Regions from separate parts of the Zea mays genome. Here region 1 is linked to region 2. The links are chromatin contacts, called in public Hi-C maps. All regions are on one chromosome and are shown on one strand. The core of a region is the stretch at or near the end of the contact, and the rest is flanking DNA. Distances in the headings are between cores, read along the strand shown. Region 1 holds the start of LOC100283749. Region 2 holds the start of LOC103631972 (small RNA 2'-O-methyltransferase).

What was found. A called contact is a pair of places that touch in the nucleus more often than the background predicts.
Region 1: a contact with region 2 is called in a Hi-C map of ear, with 2.3 times the contacts expected there. The contact joins the promoter of LOC100283749 here to the promoter of LOC103631972 in region 2. A contact is called at or near these places in 2 of 25 Hi-C or Micro-C datasets (ear and endosperm).

What each region holds. Positions count from the first base shown.
Region 1 is chr7:8,233,626-8,239,973 of Zm-B73-REFERENCE-NAM-5.0, reverse strand. It overlaps LOC100283749, which reads left to right and starts at 4,202. Exons shown (of 5, transcript NM_001156648.3): 1 at 4,202-4,657; 2 at 4,858-4,883. The coding sequence starts at 4,533. It overlaps LOC100284563, which reads left to right. Exons shown (of 4, transcript NM_001157458.2): 3 at 1-82; 4 at 2,396-2,998. The coding sequence ends at 2,580.
Region 2 is chr7:7,552,150-7,558,908 of Zm-B73-REFERENCE-NAM-5.0, reverse strand. It overlaps LOC103631972 (small RNA 2'-O-methyltransferase), which reads left to right and starts at 2,957. Exons shown (of 9, transcript XM_008653827.2): 1 at 2,957-3,352; 2 at 3,901-3,993; 3 at 4,465-4,922; 4 at 5,021-5,269; 5 at 5,531-6,462; 6 at 6,548-6,699. The coding sequence starts at 3,116. LOC541972 (histone deacetylase) reads left to right here. Exons shown (of 16, transcript NM_001111625.2): 16 at 485-928. The coding sequence ends at 636.

The DNA.
Region 1 (6,348 bases), core at 2,953-5,452, 680 kb before region 2:
AGTACGTTAGCATTGGCTGATAGGCACCATGCCATGGAGCTTAAAGCTGTTTGCCTAAAATTTGCTGCTGAAAATCTTTCAGGTACTAAAATTTGTCATACCAGACATTGCTTATGATTATTTCATGCAAGTGGCCTCATTATTTGCTACGTAAACTCTTGTCAGTTGAAAAATATTCAAAGTGGGCTGTCATCAAAAGGAAAAAAACACAATGAAAAATAGTAAAAGAACTTTATAACCTGTAAATTTCTAGTGTCTGAGACTCTGAGTGTATGGCCGTGCACTGTGCGTTCTTTCTTTTGGTCACTATTCTTGCACAGAAAATTCTCTTGAACTTGTGGGATAAACTTTTTGGTACTTCTCATGGAAATATGCATTAGACTATTACAGATGCTTCCATGTTTGTTTTAAGTACAGTTTGCTTGAGCCATCTACATTGTTACAGCTTCCGAAGCATTCATATAATCAGCTCTATATGTCACCTGATTGCCATATTAGTGCAATAGTTTTTAACAATGTAGACTGTGTTGACATTTTTGACTGAATGAAACAGATTTTAAGCTATCAACAATTCAGTAGTTAGCGTGTAGATGCCATTATGTGTTAGCATCTTCTGATAGCAATACATGCGTCATGAGTATTATACTTATTCTGCACGTAGTACATTAGCAGCCTAAATTGTGAATAGAAGCTTGGGATTGGTTACTTGCATTACTACCAGCCTGTGTTGAGCATAATGCAGTATAGGCTAAGCCAGCATAAACATACGCAATGGCATGGTGTTTGGTTGCCTGCATTGTATTGTATTGTATGTGAATAAGAGTAAAGTATGTCATCTCCATCTTCTTCCTCCCCCACTCTTGTCTGCCTTTTCGGCACTGCTTGGACCGCTGGAGATGGAGGACGAGGAGAGCCAGAGCTTGTGGATGAGGTGGAGGTGGACAAGGTTGAGGATGACGTTAAGCGTGGCAATGCTTGCCCACCCTAAGGTGTGCACAATGCAGAGAGACAAAGGACTGGTTTTGATGAGAGCGTGATGAAGGATAATGAGGGGAGCGACAGAGATATCTGTGCACTGAAGGTGGTTGCGGTAGCGATAGCAGTGGAGGCGGTGGCTGTGTCTGCTAGCGCAGGCAGGAGGGGACTGTTTGGTTTACGGCCTGCCAGGCAAGTTTAGAGACAAACATTTATCAACAAACAGGTCCAAAGTGCAGAGAGGGCAGTGTCAGAGGAGAGCAGGGAGAAGGGCGTCGGATTGTGTGGTGGGTGATGTCCATTGGTGGTGGTGGCGGTGCGGTGGTGGCAGTGTGGTCACGGTGTCGTAGGAGAGCAGGGAGAAGGGCGCTGGGTCATGGTGGTAGGCGACATCCGTTGGCGTCGCCATGGCAGTTGTGTGGTTGACTGGTTGTGACAGTAAGTGGGCCATTTTTGCATACTACTCCACAATGTGGCCATGAACCTTTCTTTTGCTTCCCTAAGCCTGTATAACTTCTAGTGCGGCCAACCAAACACTGCTGGCCTGCATCATCAAAGCCTAGATATGCTCTAATACAGGCAAGAGCTTAGACTTGTAGTGAGAGAGACGGCTCCTACACATTAATTATGTAATTTCTTTGCAATATTAACCTTGTTTAAGCTCTAAGACCTGGTAATAATGTTTATTTTGGTGGTACAAATAGAAAATTTATAAACATAAAAAATTATAAAAATGTTAAATAGCTGAGTTATATTGTATAGGGAGAGTTGGATAGGGTGAATGGTTGGAGACGCCCTGTACGCAGGGGGAGTCTTTTAGGTGGATGTAGTAAAATATAATAGAAAATACAGATAGGTGGAGAAATATGGGGGAATGGTTGGAATGGACCTTACCTGAATTAGACTGTACTGCAACATATTATTTATTATCGACTTCAGATGTGAGATGGACTAATATGTCTTGCTAGATTATATTCCTTCCATTACAAATTATAAATAAGATGTTTTGGCTTTTCTGATATATAGTTTTTGCTATGCACTTAGATGTACTCCATGCCTAGATACATAATAAAAGCAATGTATCTAGAAAAGTCAAAACATCTTATAATTTGGATAAAAAAGAATAATAAAAGAGAGTAATAGTTATGATGTGTTTTATAACAAGGTCTGGGTTGGTGGACAAGTATATTTTTATTCCTTGTGTCAGAGCTGATATTCTGTTATTGCCAACCTTTTCCGTTTCAGCATGGGGTAGTTCCAGGGCTTGTCCCTGGATACAAGAAAATTATGCCTCGAGTCCACGATACCATCGTTTGACCTTTTGGTTGCTTTATTTGCTCAATTAAGTTTGTACAGCTTCTGGTGCGATTAAGTTTATAAAGCTTCATAACCCATTCCAGATACCCTTATGTGTCTGCAGCTGTAATGCGGAGTGAGGGTTTCATTTACCTCAAGGACAACTGCCCATCTCTCCAGTCAGAGATACTGAAAACTGTTGCAGGGTGTGAGGACCAGTGCAGCAGTGTTGGGAAGAGCCAGAGCGTTTGTGGGCAGCTCTCGGACGGTGGCGATTCCAGTTGCCGCAGGGTTAGGCAAAGAACCTGAGGTCAACCCAGAACTGACATGGTTAGCCAGCTCTTGCTCTGTAAATGACGATGGCAATCATCTGTATGTGAAGAAAAAACAATTTGAAGGAGCTGTAACTAGCTGTATCTCATCATGCTCCTTACATCTTACCTGCCGTCTTGTTTGTAACTAGTTGACTGTTTGGTCATGAGCAGTTACTGAATCGATGTGTAGACAGCCCTGCAAATGCTCACGAGTCAACGATAAACATGGTGGCCTTGTGTCTTGGCAACTGGTGTTTGCAGCAGGCGGGCCAGCAGCTGTCTGCTACTAATATGGATCCGTTGATTTTGTTGTATTCTTCTTTCGACTGGAAGGTATCATAAGTCAATTAGGAGGTGATTCTTATATGTATTCGTTATGCTGCAAAAGTGAAGGTGACAATATTTTTGGTTTATTGGCAAGTACATGGAATTTACATTTTTGTTGAGATGGTTCGTAGATGGAGTAATTTTGCTGTAAAGATATAGTGGTGACAAGTTTTTTTTGTTTGTTTGGATTTTTTACATTTCTGTTCGCAAGTATCGTCATCTGTCAATGTTGAGAGGTGATGATATATAGGATTGTCCTTTGGTGGCCTCCACGAGAGGTTTGTTTTTTTCCTTGTATTTTGGACCGTTTTTTCTTTTATTAATATAATGATATGTTCAAGGAATGATAACATATTTGTTGACATGTAAATTTGTTACAGACGGGTAGTAAATGTTCATCATTGTCATTGTTACGGTAGAGTTAATTTGTTGACACGTGAATTCGGCCGAATAGTGGTGCGGCATAGGGCTGGAAACGAGCCGAGCTCGGCTCGGTGTGGCTCGGTGGCTGACCGAGCTCGGCTCGGCTTGCCCATTTGACGAGCTGGGGAGACAGGCTCGGCTCGGCTCGAAGGTGGCTCGCGAGTCGGCTTGGCTCGCGAGCTACACCCTGATATATATAATTGCATTATCTAATGAATTATTAGTATATAAATATAAATATATAGATATCATTCATCATTATGAGTAATCTAAATTATTAATTGTCATATATTTAATATTAAACGTTAAGAAACAAACTGACTATCTATAAAATTATCCAATATCCATCATTATTCAATATATTTAATATTAAACGTTAAGAAACAAACTGACTATCTATAAAATTATCCAATATCCATCATTATTCTAGCCAGCTCGGCTCGGCTCACGGATGAGTCTCCTGTGGGCGTGGCCAATGAGTCTCCTGTGGGCGTGGCCAGGCTTTTTGCTCACAGCCTCACATACATACGCGGTGCCGCCCCACGGATGCCGCCAAGCAGGACGGCGCTACCACACGCCCACCAGATTCGATACCCACCCTTGGCCCCCACCACAGCCCACCTTCCGCTTTCATCAAGTTCTCTTTTCCGCGACACTGACGCATGGGTCCAGTGGCATTATTCCCACCCACGCATCGGCTGTATTATAGATCGCCACGAATTTACCAGGAATGCCCCTGACACATGGGTCCACATCCTGCACCTGTTCCTGTCAGCGACATGGACGGCAACGGCAGTGCGGCGATTCCCGAGCACAGTGTCAGTATACGTTGGCTGGTGGTGGGGTCGTAAACGCGAGGAGCCCGCGCATCAGCGGCTCCGACTTCCGAGCGGGTTCGCGCCTGGAAACGAAGCTATACGTCGCGAGGAGGGGAGGGCCCACCGCCCCGCGTGGGCGTCGCAGCTTCCACTCTTCCCCCGTGAAACTTTTCTCACGCGCACCCATTCCACCCACCACCCACCTTCCTTTCCTCTCTCTCTGTCTGACTGTCTCCCTCCGTCCCTCGAAGCTTCTCTGGTTTCAGACGCAACCCCGCGGGTCGCGGGATCAAGGAGCCAGAGAGCGGGACGCAGCGAGCGTTCCGCCAGAGATCGAGACCGTAGCTAGGGTTTGAGGCGCCGGGCTGCGGTGGACGAGATGTCGACGCCGGCGAGGAAGCGGCTGATGCGGGACTTCAGGCGCCTGCAGCAGGACCCGCCCGCCGGGATCAGCGGCGCGCCGCACGACAACAACATCATGCTCTGGAACGCCGTCATATTCGGGTAGCCCGTCCCCTCCCCTCCCCCCTCCCCCGATTTCGTTACCCCACAAACGCCCCCCCTGGAGTCCGTTAATCCCGTTCCTGTTCTAGGGTTTGATTGAGGGACTCCGGATCTCGGGGAGGGAGACGGGATCTCAGCTATTCCTTTTGTTCTTACTCTTGTGTTCGTTGTGCTGATGAGAGGTTCGTGTGGTTTCGCAGGCCGGATGATACGCCGTGGGACGGTGGTGAGATTCCCAGCTCTCAGCTCTGAGCCTCTGACCCCTTCTCTTATCTGTTGCTCATTTGGTGCTTGCTGTGTGGTCGTTACTTGCTTGAAGGTAGTTTGATTCGGAATTGTGCAGGTGGAACCGTAGAAATTCATGGGGCGTTAAGATATTTGGGTGCCACAGGAACCGAGACTCGTCTGGTACCTCGTGGCTGTTTTAGCTTGTTCCTGTCGGTTAATCTTTCATGTCCAATCTTGGGGGAGCATTCTGTTATGCAATTCTTTAGCTATCCGTTGGAAGTTGTCTTTTGGAGCATGTCTTCAGAGCTGTAGGTTCGAGCTGAAATTCTGTAATGGCTTTAGTCTCAGTTAAATCAGAAATCGACAAATTTAGCATGGCGGTAAGAATAACGCCCACTAGGCTGCAGCTGTAAATCCAGTACTGTTTTGGTTACTTTTAATTAGAAGCGACAAGTTTTTTTCATTGTATACTGAAAGCACCCACTAAGTAGGCAGTTCCACCTGTGGTGCATAAACTGCCACTATATATAAGAAGTTTGCATTTGGATTTTCTAATTATGCATACTATCTGATTTCTAATTTTGCACAGGAACTAAGACTCATTTGGGCACATCAGGGCTGTTTTAGATTGTTCTTATCAGTTGTTCTTTCATGTTGGCTTTGGTTTCAATTAATCAGGGATCAACAAATTTTGCATGATGATACTGTAAACACCCACTAAGCTAGATCATTAAATCTGCTACAGTTTTGTTTTCTGTTAATTGGAGGTGGCTATTTTTGTGTAGTATATTAAAAGCTCACACTATGTAGTCAATTCCACCATGTGGATATTAGCAGTTCACCGTTTTGGATTTTCGAACTATGAACGCTTGTTGATTTCTCGGGCTCCATGAATGCATAGAAACGTTTGCTTGCTATATCTGCAAATCTTTTCATGCCTTTGCATTGGGTTTGCACCGAGAAGCATGCTGCATATTTGGTTCAGTGTTCTGATGCTTGCAAAACTATGTTATTTGTTTTTATATTGTTATAGAAATAGGATTAGAAGACTGGCCTAGCACAGCGGTGAGAGCCTTCCCACTATGACAAAAGGTCCTGGGTTGGACGCAGCATCTGCAAAATGTAGCCGTAAGGCTTGCCTTGGTTTAGTACGGTACAGAGATCGAGGACAAAATTATTTGGAAATGGACAGTACAGCACTAAATCGGCCTACAGGGCACAATTTCTAGTCATCTACAACCGGTTTAGAACGGACATCATTTGGTGGGTTCACACATAGAACAAATGCAAAATATTCACCTAGATCCTCATCCAAAACAAAATCCTCCATGATTGGCCACATCAGGACACCTCTGCGCCTCGTAACTGCCCAGTAGAAAACAGTTACCACCTTGCCTATCTCTTTGCGCAAGAGGTCCGGTGTCACATCACTTCTTCCGGACACTTAATAAATGTTAATGGGA
Region 2 (6,759 bases), core at 1,708-4,207:
ACCTAAAACTAATGCAGTGAAGTTGGACTTTGTGCAGTGAAGTTTCCTGCATGATTGCCATATTTGCGTGGCTCGATGCATGCACGAAAGCTATTTTTCTGGTTTCAGTTGTTGACTTAGCCTTTTGCTCCCTCTGTTCCGAAATGTAAGATTTATCTAGATAAGAGGTGTTGGATCTTGATTTGGCTTTTAGTTTATTTCTGAGTATATCATGAAGGCTACAATTTATCTGAGGATATACTATTTTTTTCTTGTATTCTTGTTTTACTAATTACTACTCCCTCTGTTCTGAAATGTAAGATTTTGGCTTTTCTAGATACATAGCTTTTGCTATACACTTAGGTATATGTATGTCTAGATACAGTAAAAGCAATGTATCAGAAAAAAATCCAAAACATCTTATAATTCAGAACGAAGGTGAGTATTAGTCCTGATGAGAAGGATTCTGATACAATTCTTTGTTTTACATGCATTATCACCAAAGGTAATGAGCTGAAGAAAAGGAAGCGTCCAGGAGGAGGACCAGGGCCCTTCTGGTGGAAGATGGGAAGCAAAAGGCTTCTATACGAAGCGCTTATTGAGCCTCGCAGCCGTCCGAGGAAACTCAAGGGGTCAACTGGTTCAGCAGCGCCTTAGACTTAGATGGGCAGTTTGCTGGCCGTTGATCTTCTAGACATGAACAGGGTAGCTCGCTGACCGCGTTTCCTCAAGCAGAGTAGGCTGCGTTTACCTAGAAAACCTAGTTTTGGCTGGTTACTTGCATGATGGTCGACCGTTTCAGATGGAGTTTGACAGCAAACCCGTTGTGTTAACCATGCGTGGCGTATCAGCCGATGTTTCATGCATGCTACTGTCTTTTTCTTTGGTTGGTTTCGTACCATAGATAGACGTGTGTAGCGACCATCGATGGAAAAAAACCTTGCACATCTGGAACGGCATGCATCTCAGTTATTAGCCCCTGCTGTTGCACATGCATTTTTTTTTTGCGGATTTTCTGTGCGACTTGACTGCGACGTCTGATGTGCATTTGTTACACATCAGACGTCTGAAATGGATTTTACTGACTTTGAGGAGCTGGTGCATTTTCTATATGCATTTTTTATTGTTCAGCTACCAAGCTTAACATCCATCTCTGACCACATTCACTGACTCCGTCCTTGTGAACTTGAGGTGGCCAGAAGTTTGATCAGGACTGCTATTTTTTTTTTGCATGAAGCCATCTTCTCTGGTTAGCTTGCTATATCATTTTTATAGCTTCGATCCCTACACCATTCCCAATTATTCTGTCGTTCCTGCAAATGATGCTTTAGCGTTGCCAAACTTTGCTATTTAGCTTCGTGAAATGTTTTTTAGCCATGCCAATTCCTCTCTGTCGTGTTCTTAATAATTTGTGTTTTTTTTTTCTCGTTGCCCGCTTGTACAGCTTTTACAACTTTTCTATCACTCACGCCACACAGATGTTACAACATATGCAAACCGTGCCGCGGTTATGAACCTCTGTCAGATGCCTGTTCCACCTTCATCACTCTGTTGCTGGCATCTTTAGAAGCGCCGCAACAACTTCGCCGCAACAACTTTGTTTGTCGGGGTGAAATGTCCCTGGTAGCTGTTATCCTACGTGCTTGCCTTGCGGACGTTCGCATATCACATATGGGCATACCGCCTAAAGGTCAGTGACTCTGTTCAAACAATCGTTTGGTGCAGATGTCTCTCTCACACCCTCTCCTGCTTGTAATTTTCTATGTTTCTTTCTTTGGGGTGTTCGTTCCGCCTCCAAGACCATAATATATTAGATGGAGGTTTTTCTGCTCCCCTCGGAATTTTTTTAAAACTATTGGTATTGCACTACTCAGTTAGTTGTACTATTATATTATTTGTTCTTATGATTTATAGTCTGTCTACGTCTTTGATTTATGCATCCGATATCAAAATTCGAAGGCCACTGGTAATAATAGTAAAATAGCAAATGGCTCCCTCCCAAAAGAAAAATCCATAGAGTGGATAAAGATATGTTTGGTTCAACTTTTTTAGGAGCATTTCTGATAATCTATCTATATGCAGAATCTGAGTATCGAGGAAAATTACATGCGAATGAAGATACAATGATCTATATGGTTTAAGATCTAAAAAGTGACATATTTCTATTATTATAACGGCTAGATCGATTTTATGTTCATATTGATACTAGGTATATGACCGTGCGTTGCTACGGAATCAATCAACATAATAAAATACATTCATATGCAAAACTACTAATTGTTATCCTATACTTTTATTAGCATCACTAAAAGTTGATGGTTATATACTTTAAAAATATATATAAAAATATATATATATATAAGATTGTACATGCGCTTAGTCATTAACATCTCAGATAAAACACGTGGATTCTATAAAAGAATAATGTATTATATAAGGCATTGTACGTAGCCAATATGATAAAATCTCTACTAATTCTTAAGAGGACAAGAGGGCGTCCACTATCTTCACCACGACTCCACCCTACTCTATTAAGAACGGAGCGTCAACGTCCACACCTAGCGTGCCTCCGCCTCTCCCCCGCGTGTGCCCTCGTCCCTGCCTCTCCCTGCCCGTAGCTAAGGTATATGTCCGTACGGGCGGCGCGGACGGATTGGGCGAAGACGGGGCACGCACTTGGGAGAGACGGGGCACGCTAGGTGTGGGACTGACCATCCGTTCTTCATAGAGTAGGGTGGAGCCGTGCTGAAGATGGTGGACGCCTTTTTTGTCCTCTTAAGGATTAGTAGAGATTAGATGATTTTAGGTGATGTTTGGTTCACAAAATATAACGTAAATGCTAATAGTAATGATTCACACCCAAGTACCAACGGTAATAAATTTAAATAGACCGATATCTATTTCTACTGTGATATTTAATTACAGTTAGACTTAAACCACATCATTTAACGTTATGAGTTAGCCATTAAACTGAATCGTGGTTATAAAAGCTGCTCAAAAAGCTCCGAGGACCGAAGTCGCCAAGAGCCCACCGCAGCGAACAATCCCTTCCACTCCCCTCCCCTAAACCCCTCGCCGCCCGCGGGGCTCGCCGGCCGGCGCCCCTCCAGGCCCCCACTCCCTCCGCGTGGGCGCGATGCCAACGGCGGTGCCGACGCCCAAGGCGGTGGTCCACCAGCGGTTCGGCGCCAAGGCGCGGTACACGGTCGAGGAGGTGCGGGAGGACGTGGGCGGCTGCCCGGGCCTCGCGCCGCAGACCAGGAACGTCTACCGCTGCGCGCTCGACCTCCCGGGCCTCTCCGTTGCCACGCCCGGTACCTTCCTCAGGAAGAAGGACGCTGAGCAGGCCGCCGCGCAGATCGCGCTCGACAAGGTGAGGTCCCCCCACTCCTTTTGCGGCGCGGTGCTCCAATCCAGTGTTTTGCTTGCCAAGCCATTGTGGGGGTCGCAGTTTGCCACTAGATAGAACGGGAGAAATGGAGAATTTAGGTCTCCTTTTGCGGCGCGGCGCTCCAATCCAGGACGTGTTTTGCTTACCAAGCCCAGAAGCCCTTTGACGGTGAAATCGAGGTCTTCTGTGAATCATACCATTGCGCTGCTGGTGTTTTGCTTGCAAGGAAGATTATCTGGTGGTTAGGAATTGAAATTCTGATTCTGTGCCTAGTTTAGTGAAATTTATCCTTGATTGCCAACACACTTCTGTTGCACATTTTCTGCTATCCTGTTAACTGATAATCCATCATCTTCTTCTTTTTTTTTTAAAAAAAAAGGTGACCACCTTCTATTTATGCTCTGATTCATCAATGCCCAGACTTTGGAGCCTACTCCCCATTGTTTAGATAGGCTAGCTTGTACTTGCATGTAATCTTATTCCCATGCTATCAACCTGTTGTGATAACCATTTGTTTTTTTCCATCGTAGCTTGGTATTCATCCTACAGCAAATAGTCCCACCACACCCCAAGAAGCTTGGGCTGAACTGATTGCTCGCATATCTGGTTTTTTCATAGATGAGGTCAGTATTTCTGCCTCATGTTGATAACATGTCTGTGCACCATTACTTTTCTGCCTTCTGAGAATTGGAGTAGAGTCCTTTATGAATTGTTAGGTTGTTTCTGTTTGGCAATGCATTTAACTCTTGTGAGTCTTTCCTCAAAACTTAAGAACGAGGACCCTATAGCACTGTAACTGACAACTTTTAATAAGCACCAAAGACTGATCAAACATAAGGTTCCATTTTTATTTTGGCATTTTCTTATGATAATATTTTGTAGCTGTAATATAATCTAATTCGGTTCCCTGCAATGTCAATACCTGTGTAAGATTATTTGTAGTACAATTCACAAAGCATGAACCATTCTGCTGGTCACTCAAAAAGCATGCTATTCATGTCATATTTGAGCTTTGTTGCACTTTTAAAATTACAAAATAATTAAAAAATCCAATTACCTCTTCTAACATCACCTACCACCGTACTTCATTTCAGAACTTTCTGTCATCTACCCATCCTCTTATTGGCCATTTGTGTGTGTCTCTCCGGAGAACTGGAGACCTCATTGGGAGGTTACCTTTGTCGGCTATTGCTGCATGTGATGTGAAGGTCAATACATTGTGTAAATTGATCGACCATAGGGCAGAATTTGATCCTCTATTGGTCTTGTCATTATTGTACAATGCTGCAAAACAATCTCCTGGAGTCTCTGTTAGTGACAGCAACTTCTGGATTCAGAGTGAAAAGCCTTATTCTCCGGAGGCTGTTGACTCGGCACTTGAGCGTTGGTCTGGTACAACAGATCCCGTAGAAGTAGAGGCAGTTCTTGTTCCCCACATGTTGGAGGATGAACTGAAGACAGTAAGAATTAATCTACGAGATAATGAACATTATATGAGTTATGTTGCAGCAGAGCTCTCAGCAATTGATTCCTCTCATGTTCTTGTATCAAGGTAGGCAAAGAAAAACTAAGCAGTAAATTCCTGACTTCTGGGCCTTTTCCATTATTCTTTCTGTGCATGACAATTTTGAAACATTGATCTCACTGCAGAACAATTGGAAAAACATCATCCGAGATAAGACTGTATTTTGCAGCCGCAAATATACATGCTGTTTCTGATATGTCAAAACACGCGCTTGATTCTCTTGGAGATGGTGACATCAACTGGCAAGTAAATAAGCGAGCTTCCTACATTTGTGGCCAAACAATTTATGGAGATGCACTCTTGGCAAATATTGGATACACAAGGAGAGATTCGGAACTTCACACTGAAGATGTCAATCTATGTTCCTATTACAGGTAAAGCTTTATTGAACATTTCACTACAACGGCATTGTTAAATACAATTTCGCTATGCTAATCAATGAATCAAGATGCATTCCATTTTATATTGTTAGTAGATATTGTCATTTTTTTCTCAGGAATCATCACATGATTCAAGCTGCAGAGGTTGGCTCGTGTTCTGTTTGTCTTTCATGTCTGTGCTGCTTTTATCTATTATTTAAGCACCAAACTTCCTATAGTTCTTCAGAGTGACACGCTGACATGCTTTTGCCTCAGGATACTTCTGGGCAAGTTACCTGATGGAAATTGTAAGATGTCTAGGGATTCGATTCTTGCAGCGGAGCTTCCATCTGCATACTCTCGTTTTAGTTGGAAAGGCCTCTCTCCACGAGATCTTCTTTGCTCATTTTGTCGCCTTCAGAGGTTGCCAGAGCCCCATTTTGCTGTCAGTAGGGTCTCTTGTGATACATTAATGTCAGCTGTGAGCTCTGAAGAAAGAGGAGCACCAGCAGGCAGCGCAGAAAATCAGTACACCAATGATGTCAGGATCAACAAGGAAAAACCAGATCTTTTTAAATGTGAAGTGAACATACGTTCACGGAAGCAAGAAGTTTTACTAGAGTATTCTGCAGCTGACACTTGGAGCAAGGAATCTGATGCTATTCAGAATTCTTCATTAAAGGTCTTGATTTGGTTCAATAATTATTTTAAGAAACTAACCTCAAAAACAGGCAAGCTATATCTTTCTGAGTCTACTGCTGGTGTCAAGGTACATTCAAATATTTTTCTTCAAGAGTTTGCAATGTGTCTATCTGTTTATGGCAAGAATGGATGCAGTGATTCAGCAATGTGCAGTGCAGTTGGACCATTTTCTATGGATACACAAAAGAAGCACCTTGAAAGCACTGCAAAGTTAACACACATTGAAGGTCCAGACTCTGGTGTTTTCCCGTCCCACGGATCATTGACTTGTATAAGTTATACTGCTTCCCTTGTGACGAAGGATAAAGCAAAAACATATTTGTTGGAGAGCCACAACGAGTTTGAGTTTGAGATTGGGACGGGTGCTGTTAGTAATCAGCTTGAATCATGTGTAACTCAGCTGTCAGTGAATCAAACTGCACGTTTTGTAGCTGAACTGCCTCCTAGGGATTTAATCATGGCTGCATCTTGTGAGTTCTCACATGACCTCTCCAATGTATCTAGCGGTGAGCCACCTAAACTTATAATTTTATTTCAGCAATCTTTTTGATTCTGCTTCTGCAGGTGTACATATTTTAAACATTGTTGCAGAGAGCTGCTTCCTGGAGTTCTCTGTAAAGGTTCTGCAGGTAACTGAACCATTAGAAGATAGAATGGAGAAAGCCCTGTTCAGTCCTCCATTATCTAAACAAAGAGTTGAATTTGCTGTACGGCACATCAACGAGCTGCATGCTACCACACTTGTAATTTCCCCACCTAATTCCCTTGTTCATTTATGGAAAATACTGTTTTTCATTGCAAAG